2 separate regions of the Bicyclus anynana genome follow, and region 2 is linked to region 1. A link is a contact called in public Hi-C data. All regions are on one chromosome and are shown on one strand. The core of a region is the stretch at or near the end of the contact, and the rest is flanking DNA. Distances in the headings are between cores, read along the strand shown.

What was found. A called contact is a pair of places that touch in the nucleus more often than the background predicts.
Region 2: a Hi-C map of whole larva shows a contact between it and region 1, with 1.6 times the contacts expected there. The contact joins two enhancer-like sites.

What each region holds. Positions count from the first base shown.
Region 1 is chr8:9,369,705-9,374,543 of ilBicAnyn1.1, forward strand. The region is part of intron 1 of LOC112055976 (flotillin-2); the gene reads left to right. Among protein-coding and RNA genes, the nearest start is that of LOC112049944, 4.3 kb to the left of the region's middle. Within about 2 kb of position 1,922, at least 7 of the 8 cell types and tissues checked have open chromatin away from gene starts, as enhancers often do.
Region 2 is chr8:9,431,490-9,436,434 of ilBicAnyn1.1, forward strand. The region is part of intron 1 of LOC112055976 (flotillin-2); the gene reads left to right. All of the region lies in intron 2 of LOC112049936 (glucose dehydrogenase [FAD, quinone]), which reads right to left. Among protein-coding and RNA genes, the nearest start is that of LOC112049936, 12 kb to the right of the region's middle. Within about 2 kb of position 2,467, at least 7 of the 8 cell types and tissues checked have open chromatin away from gene starts, as enhancers often do.

The sequences.
Region 1 (4,839 bases), core at 672-3,171:
AATAAGAATTACTTACTTGTTAAAAGGGAATGCCCATCCCTGGCCCGGTAAATAGCCGGCCCGGTTATTTACTTATATGTATAAATCTTGATATTTTTACTTTAATAATGAAATCATTACTTTTCACAAAAGTTTGCTACAGCTTTTTACGAAATTTTAATTCATCTTTAATTTGTCCACGACGGGGACAAGCTTAGATAGTTGACCATACAGCATGAGTTTTACGATATTTTTTGACCACATAATTGGTTTGGTAAAATAATACAGCTTCAAATGTTACATCGCTGTTTTGGTACACCGGCGAACATTTAACCCATAGTCTTGCGGTTAATACGGTAGTGTACGAAAGATTTCAACATGATGTATGATGTTTTACTTAATTACCGGGAAAGTGTGAATGGTACACGTGGAGAGGGTTCCGCACTGTAAATTTTTAAAAATAGGTTTATGGGTTTTGGGATATGATAGACGTCTTGTGTGCTTATAATAATGTGGAGATTTGCTCTGTGATACCTGGGCAGGTACAAGGCGAGAAAGATAACTATGAAATATATCAATAGTAATAAGTTAATTTTGAATTAATTAAAGTTTTTAATTTTGTTAACGTAGTAATTTCATAAGTATACGGTGGGCAATGATTAAATATCATTTAATTTGATCTATCAGCCAGTGAGTTAATCTATATACTTAAATAAAAATCTCATGTTCGTTAAAACTCTAAATTTCCTGTACCGAATAAGGTCATATTTTTATAAATTATACCCGCTTAAAATATTATGTTATAACAGGAAGGAGTCGGTTTTTCTTTCTTATTAATGCAAATACAATAAGCCATCGCGAAGCGTAAGAGGATACTAGTGTATTATAAGATTATCTTTTTCAGAGTCGAGTAACTCTAAAACCATATTGTAAAAGAAAAACAAAACATTTATTGCTAGAACTTCGAAAAGTATCTACTACTTCTTCACAAAGAAAACCAGTACCACGAGTTTTGAAACTACTTATTTATAAACTACGGAAGGCGTTACTGATTAAAATGATGACTTTAAAGCACCTTTTAATAAAGCTTTAAAAAACCCTTTGAATAAAATTAAAATAAATCCAATTTATATTTAATATCAATTTTGATGCATTTTACAGTCGTAATTAATTTCAAAAGGTTGCAGATTGTTGATTTTCGCGTGTATTGTAGAAAAATTGTTTTTCTCCATTTTCATACATCTCGTCATAGATAGTGTCACTGAGGATATTATCTATTATTATTTCTTATCGCTAATAAATAACAGACGAGGCTACTAAATTGAAATGTAGGTATAGTACGTTATAAGGGCTAATTTATGTTAGTTAACAATTTTTTCGTAGACTTAGTAAGTTGTTAGCCTTCGCCGAGATTATACGCTTAAAATTAGGTCAGGAGAAATGATTATTACAATATCCTGCTGTAGAGTTGGAACTGGTATGCGTGTAGATTGTAGGTCACATAACACATTTTACTTGTATATTCATATAACAGTTGAAAAACCACTTTTGAACGGTTTCCATGGGTTAACGAACTAAAAATTGCCGGTTCGTTGAACTTGCGAAATGTGATTCATCAAAATAACACCATCAATTTGTTTTTTTTTATATTACCTACGGTCAAACGGTACAAGATATACATAGCTAGTGGACGCTCGCGACTTCGTCCGCCCTTAGACCTCCTTAATCCGGCCTTGACGTAAAATCCATTTTTAGCGGACGCTATAACTACCTTTAAATTTTATCGTTTTTCGTCAAGGGGATTTCGATATTTCCGATGATAGTTGGGTTAGAAAACATAAATGATGAATTAAGTCAGTTTAGAGGTCGTGCCGCACACGTGGTCCGGACAGGACACGGATCATGCTATAAAATGCTTCACACAAAATGTATGAAACGTTTCATATCCGTGCCCCGTCTGGACCACGCAATGGCACTCCCGAGGCATGGCCTGGTCTAATATAAATCATCCCTTAACCGTTTAAAGTATGGCGTGCGTGACTAAGCACTATATATTGCTGCATTTGAAGTCTACTAAAGGATGTTCTAAAGGTGATAATTTTCTACAATTATAGAAAAACGAGTCAAAGTTGAGGTTCCTTGGCAGTGAACCAAAAATTATTATCAGCCATGAGGAATGCCGCCAACTGTTTTACGCTAACAGATTATTAAATAGCAAGATATCAATTTAGGTTGATAATACCTTGCCTGTATGCTAAACTAATAAAATCTAATAATAACGTATTTAATAAAAGTTAGTTACTTAAAATACGTAGTTCTCAAATATACATCTGGTAGATGTCATAAAATAGTGACTTGACTTTGAATTAAATTGCCAAGATAAGATAAATGAAGAGTCATAACCGATTAAAAAAATCTCTTTTACGTTGACACACGAAAAAAATACGTTTTCCTGTCTGTCTGATTATTGATAATCTCCGAAACTATTTACAGTTTCATCGAGATCGGACGTTACGAAGTTATTAATAATAAGTTTAAAAATTGTAACCCGACTACGTTAAAAGGGGTCTAAAAAGAACGAAACAAGAAAATATTTCAGATTGAAATAGAGAAATGCATAGGAACAAAAATGGTCATGGTAGAGCCGTGGCCAAAATCATTACCCTTCCTTTTTTTTGAACTAAGTTACATGCGTCCACCAGTAAATAAAAATCTACCTTCCTAAAAATTGTGAAATTAATTTGCACAATTTTTAGAGTGCCTACCGGATGAATTAAAGTGGCCAAGAATGATAACGAGAATTTATGATGATTTACGAAAGAGTTGATCCTAACGGCTAATTTACACAAAGAGATTTTCTTGAACGCAGTAGTGACACATTCCGCGACCAGAGTCCAGATTGTTTCCCTTAAAGTAGGTACGTTATCATAGGAAATATATACATAAGAAAGTAGTAGTCGTAGTATAAGAAATACTCGTATATACCTACGCTCTTCTTCTGTTATACAATAGTTATTAATTTAGTTATTTGTCTTAATTTAGTTCTTTATCTTGATTTTCTATTTATTATAGGTACATATATATTTTATACATTTAGTAATAAATACACTTCACATTATAAATTCATATATAAATCACACTATATATCTTTATATCTGTAGTTTAATTGGTACTTAATTATTATTTTTAAACATATTTGCTGCTTCTAATTGAATTTAATTCACTTGAATTTGTTCTCATTTTTATTTTTTTTTTTATGTTAGCTGTGGCGTCACACGGGTCTCAGCTGAAAATCAGCGTCGTGTGTTATGCTTGTATATAGTACACGGCATAATGCTGAGCTGTACACCCTTTCTTTTTTAAGGGTTACAGACAGACATGCTGTTTTTAGTTAGTTAGTTAAGTTAAGTTAGTTAGTTAGGTACTGTTTGTAACTTTTAAATTTGAATAAATTTATTTTCTTTCTTTCTTTCTTCTTTCTTTATCTATTAAAGATAACATGAATAGTTTCTAAAACTAAAAAACTTGCTTTATACTCATAACAGGGTGCATTTCAAATAGCCTGACTGCCATCTTGGACGTCGCGCATTATTTGAAAAAAGTACTCCGATATCAATAGATCGCGCGATATTTGCGAAAAACTAATTTTCGTGACCTTTTATAACTTTTTTGCCGGCATGATATAAATGTCGATTCGATTTTTCACATCTTCATTACAACGCCATAATAAAGGTGTATTCAAAAATTCAGCTCACTAGGAATTTTTTAAACAACAGGGCTTTACGTATGCCGTGGATAGTGTGGATTTTAAACAATAGGTCGACACACTCAACACAACATACTTAAGGTAGATCTCTTCTTGAACTTACATTAATCACATTTAAAATTCCAAAAATACAAAATTCTTCTATTTCAAGTAGGCTCAGTTTACGTTGAAACGTCAGTTGACTATTTGTTCGGTTTGGAACACCGGTTCAGAAGGCAGGTTCTTCTACCTACTGAGAAGAGCCGGCACGAAACTCAACAGCTTTGTTCTTTTAAAAATCGTACAGTATTATAATTTACAATTGATAACAACGTTACGATTTCTTATAGTTTTAATTCCTTTATCATTATGGAACTCACCAATTGTGTAGTAGCCTCGACTAAGTAAATGTTTTTAACACATTGCTTAAAGTTATGCATTGGTAGGTCCATCGCAGTCTTTTTGTGGATCTTGTTATAAAATAAAATCATCTTACCCAGACCACGTTAATTTTTATGCAGATTGAAATTGCGTAGATACCTTGCAAGGTTTTTCAAAAATTTCCATTGAGCTGTGTTCTATCTAACCTTGTCCCAAATTTCTACGAGTGCATTAGGTATAACTCGCGTGGAATTGTCCACTACCCCATTCATTTTTGAGTAATTTAGCCTTCAACAAACAGATACTAGTTATACGTTTATTGCGTATAGTTCATTATTGTTATTAGCGTAAAAACATGCGATATTTGAAGGGTTTGGTATTTTAATAGAATTAATAATTAATAATAAACAAAACTCCAATGTTACATAATAATTACAGTGTTTATCTAAATAGCAAACTTTTAACGGACAACTTGAAACGTAGAAATGATTAGTTGTTGTTGCCATTTTGAATAACTCGATACTGCGCTTATTAGTTATTAGCCATTATATGTATAAAGCGTATTTTTTTTCGGTTTTCTAGATCAATTAAATTCGGGAGAATGCGTTATTTAATTTGATTCGTTTTCAACGAAGGGAAAAATACCGTTAACCGTTAATAAATAGTTTCAGTCAATGGGCTTATAGCAAAAAGCTTTGACCAACATCTTGCAGACCTCTTGCTTGGCTATTGGG
Region 2 (4,945 bases), core at 1,217-3,716, 62 kb after region 1:
CCATATGTAGCAGGCATATGTATTTGATAAACTATACCGAGTGCAGCGTTCTCAACTATAATAAGATGGGGCGATACAGTATTTATTAAAACTGACAAATGGTAATTTTATGACCGGTCGTGGTTATGGCTGCAAATCTGGCCGCCGGAAAACCATAGCTTTTGCGGCCACGGCCAACAACTAGTCTTGTTCGTGGCCGCTTAGTGTGCGAAATCCCTTAATGGTCCTGTTAGTATGTATGGGTGATTTCTTTATGGATGATTTATGTTGGACGTTGGACTGGACTAGCTTATTTTCGGTGACGATGCAATTACATGGTACTGCTTCGTAATCGAATGATAAAGTTTGAAGCTTGCCATTATAACTCCTAAACTAACATAATAAACTCTTCGTGTTAGGGGTTTATTTTATCTGATATTAGAGCATTTATGCACGTGGACTAAGGAACTTCTTCACCCACACCCGGGTCTCAAGTGGATGGTGAATCTGTGGAATGCTAAGTTATTCGTCTCTTATTATTGATTGATTGAGCGGGATATAAGCTACAACAAAATCTTGTTAACTGCACTACATATGCCTACGTTATTTTATGAATTTTAATATTCATTTATCTTCGGGGTTCAAAGATGTCTGTGAATGAATATAACAAGCTAAGCTACGGTGTAGTACTAATATTTGCCCCCAGATTTTTTTGCGTTCATGTACATTTTGTTAATTCATGTAAGGCAATACTGGACGTTTGTTGCAGAACTTTTTTTTCTAGCTTAAGTATAGATATTTTTTTTCCTCGCATTCATACAAACCAACTAGTATGCGCATTTATAATGTTAGTTGGGATTTTCTGGTTGGATTACTATCTTGATGACCTTGAGTAGTGGTCGTGCAAGTAAGTAACGCACATTACCTGTTGCATTCTAACACGATACTGGAGGCTCATACATAATATTATCATATCGGTCATTCTATTTTAACCCCCGACGCAAAAAAATGGGAGTTATAAGTTTGACGAGTCTGTTTGTTAGTCTGTCTGTGGCACTCTAACAAACAGACTCGTCACACTCTTTTACGCTGCGGCTGCTAAACCGATTTGGCTGAAATTTGGAATGGAAATAGATTTTACTCTGGATAAACACAGGCTATTTCTTTACAAGTTATCCCTTGACTACAATCTCACCAGATGGTAAGCAATGATGTAATCTAAGATGGAGGAGGGTTAACTTGTTAGGAGGTGGATAAAAATCCCCTTTTCGGTTCGGCGTTACGTCTTTTTCGGTAAGGTGGTCACGGCTGAAACCTCCCACGAGCAGACCTGTACCAATCAATCGGCCCAGCCGGGGATCGAACCCAGGACCTCCGTCTTATTTATCCACCACGCATACCACTGCGCCACGAAGGCCGTAAAAAAGGTTGAACAATGTTTACAAATGATATTGGGCAACAACGGATATTAAAAATGTGTTTATCACTGCATTAAGTCGCCAAATGTTAAGTTATTTAATGTAATCATGTTGACTTATTAAGTGGTATTGTTGGTGTGAATGCACCATAAGATCTTTAATTTTAAAATAACGGTTTTTTGTTGTTGCCTGATGCAAATATTTTGTGCTGGTCTCTGACTCATATAAATTGTTGTATACCTAATTAATTCAACGTTTGTTATTAATATAAACCGATATAAAGACTTTTAATTCAAATACACCGTTCAGTGATTATTTTTAAATGTTTGTAGATACCTGATTTTTAATGTATCTGGTTTCGTTATACAGGGTGATTATATTGTCACAAAATAGTTGTAATATAATATTTTAGTAGCCTAGTGTTTTAGTATAATAAATAATTCTCTCGAAGTTTTACTTTTATGTTAGATTGTGATGTTGCTTGGAAATGGCTATACTTAAATGTTCCACCTAGTTCTTATTGGTTGTGTTACTTTTTTGAACTTTATTTCTTATATCTCATAATAAATAGTTTTATTATGGGATAGTTTTGATGTATCAACCGTAGCGGGAAAACAAAAAACATACAGCTCGTGCAAATAAACTCGTCACCTGGCTCGAATGATGTATGTACTGTGTTTGTATGATTATGGTTGGTAAAGTCAAGTTATTGCACACACGTTATACGAACTAGTATCGGACAGATGTACGAGATACAGTACTGAGTATACTACTACTATATATATTACTTATATTGTTTCAGAAATTCTTTCTTAGAATTCTTAGAAAATTGTCTGAGGTGAAAATTAATCTAAATAAAAAATTACTACACTATAATTACACGTTTCCTCAACATTGTCATCAAAATTTCATCGTTGTCATCAAAATTACATCGTTGCTATCTCTCTAGGGTTTCAAACACATTGTTTAGTTGTAATAAATGCAATGCGGAGTGCTCTGTAATAAACTAAGGGCCGGACACGTCATCTTGTAACGAAAGGTCGTGTCCGCAAAAGGAATTCAAGGAAAAATAGGCTTTGGGTTATTACGACGGCATAAAGGGAAGGCCACAGCCACGTGTCCGCGGTTGTGGTCGAGCGAGCGTCCTGCGTCCTTCCTGGTTCTACAAGACTCGTTCGATCTTAGGATGTAAAATTAATTCAACCGCAAATCCATTTTGTACGACCTTGTTTAAATGACGAGCGATAGTGCTTTTGCTAACTAGACACGCCACTTAACTCTGTATGGTAATATTAACTGCATAATTGTATTGAGACGCGTGGAAGAGCGTCAGTCAAGTTAGAGAAGACGGCTGACAAAGTGACAAGGTATCTTTACACGAACCATTTGAGGCCATTTTTGTCTACTTAATAACTCTATAGCTTATAGCTTTAATGTATTCTAAGTTCTATAATCTATCGAATTTGGCACCCACTTAGATTTGTTACGACACACTTGTGTTATTGAATTTGGCTCCCATTTTCACATTTATGTTCTGATAGGATAGATATTAAGTGATACACATTTAATATCTAATTGCCTCATTGAACCAGTGGTTAGGCTTTGTGGCTTAGGATCACGGGCTTATGAGATACTGAGATTTCTTTATTTTATAAAATATTCAGTTAATTAAAGTTATTATCAGCAAGGAGTTGGGAAAATGGTGCCCGCGCCTTGGAAAGTACTTTAAGCCGTAGGTCCCGGTCATTATCATTAAGATATGATAGTGGTGGGTCTAAGCTCCATATACCCTCTCCTATAATGAGGGAGGTCTGGCTATATAGTGGCCTGGCAAAATAGGCTGATAATGATGAGATTTAATATGACATGCGGTTATTTGTAGTAATATCATCATCATCATTATTAGACGATTTTAACAGTCCACTCCAGGCCTCCCTCCATATAGGGGTAGTAATATCGTACGGGTGTCAAATGTTTACCTTAGGCCTAGGTTTTCCTTCTTATAGGAGAGGGGGAGGGGGATATAGGATGACAAAGAGTAAGATATTTATCGGTTCTCGGAACATTCTGTATAAACTACGTCAGAGTGTTATTTATAGAAGAGTATACGCAAATAAACTCTGATATTAATAGAAACCGCATACTAATTTATCAGGACATTCCTTCTGTTGATTAATGTGTCTTCACTAAAATATAGTCATGACGTCGGAGGCTGGTCGATAATGTTTATTTCAAACTTTTATGACTTTATTAAAACTTTTGATCTGTCTATGTTTAAAATATATATTTAATGAGTTTCTTTGTCTATGTCTTGGGTTCGATTCCTGCCTGTGGAATTATTCCTATTCTAACATAGTATTACAGTCATTGTTACGTAAAATTCGACTTAGAAATGCAAGTATAACGTATTCCCACGGGAACGGAAACCACGCAAGTGAATCCGCGCGGCGTCAGCTACTTTTAAATATGAGGTGGCCTGGAAAGCTTAACTTCCAATTCTCGACCGAGATTTCCTATGTGCATTTTCCCCCCACGTCATTGGATTTCCAAATTTATAATGTAACTGGACTATAAGCCTCTTGCTTAAATTAACAGGTATTAAGGAGAATATTGGTCATATTAACTGACCTAACTAGTCAAAGTCGAAAGATCATAAATATCAGCCTATTTACAAGAGACCTCCACACCCGTATAGCAGACGATATTTGGCTAAGACCCACCACGCCAATGCGCGTTGGCGGGGTTAGCTTAGTAATTTTTACTCTGTAAAGATTACTACGGATGCTAATGATAAAGGTAATTTGAAGTACTTAATCTCCGAGGCACGGGAGTGTAAGACAACCAATTTCTGAGCTCCAGATCCAAGACCCTGATCTTTTTTAACTGACTTCAAAAAAGGAGGTGATTCTCGCTTCGACTGTTTTTTTTTGTTTTTTTGACGCCTGGACCGATTTAAATATTTTTTTTGTTTGAAAGGGTATACTCTCGAGGTGGTCCCATTGTCACCATATTAGGATCTGATGATGGGATCTGGGATGGGAATTAACACAACACCGGCTTAGCACCGCCTTCAAACTGATCATCAGTTAGAACATAATATGATATATAGAACTTAGTACGATGTTATTTTTCGCTATTTAGTTTAGTCAGAATGTTTTATGTTTTTGAAGTCGGTTGAATATTTTTTATTTTTTATCGTGGAGAAATCCTCATGGATACTTTCTCGTTACGGGTAGGCAAGAAGGTTATGTCGGGCTTCAACCGACCAACCAACTCGTCGTCTGATGACTGAGTTTACGGAACCCGTGGTTAGCCCATTTGAATTAAGACTATCCAAATGGACTAATTACGGGACAAACGAGGAAGTTCATACTTTGTTTCATTATTAAAATCCTGGGTTTTGGGTCCTGGGTTCGATCCCCGGCTGGACCGATTGAGGTTTTCTTAATTGGTCCAGCCGGAGGCTGGTGGGAGGTAGTTAGCCCGCTTCCATCTTAGATTGTATCATCAGTTACCATCAAGTGAGGTTGCAGTCAAGGGATAACTTT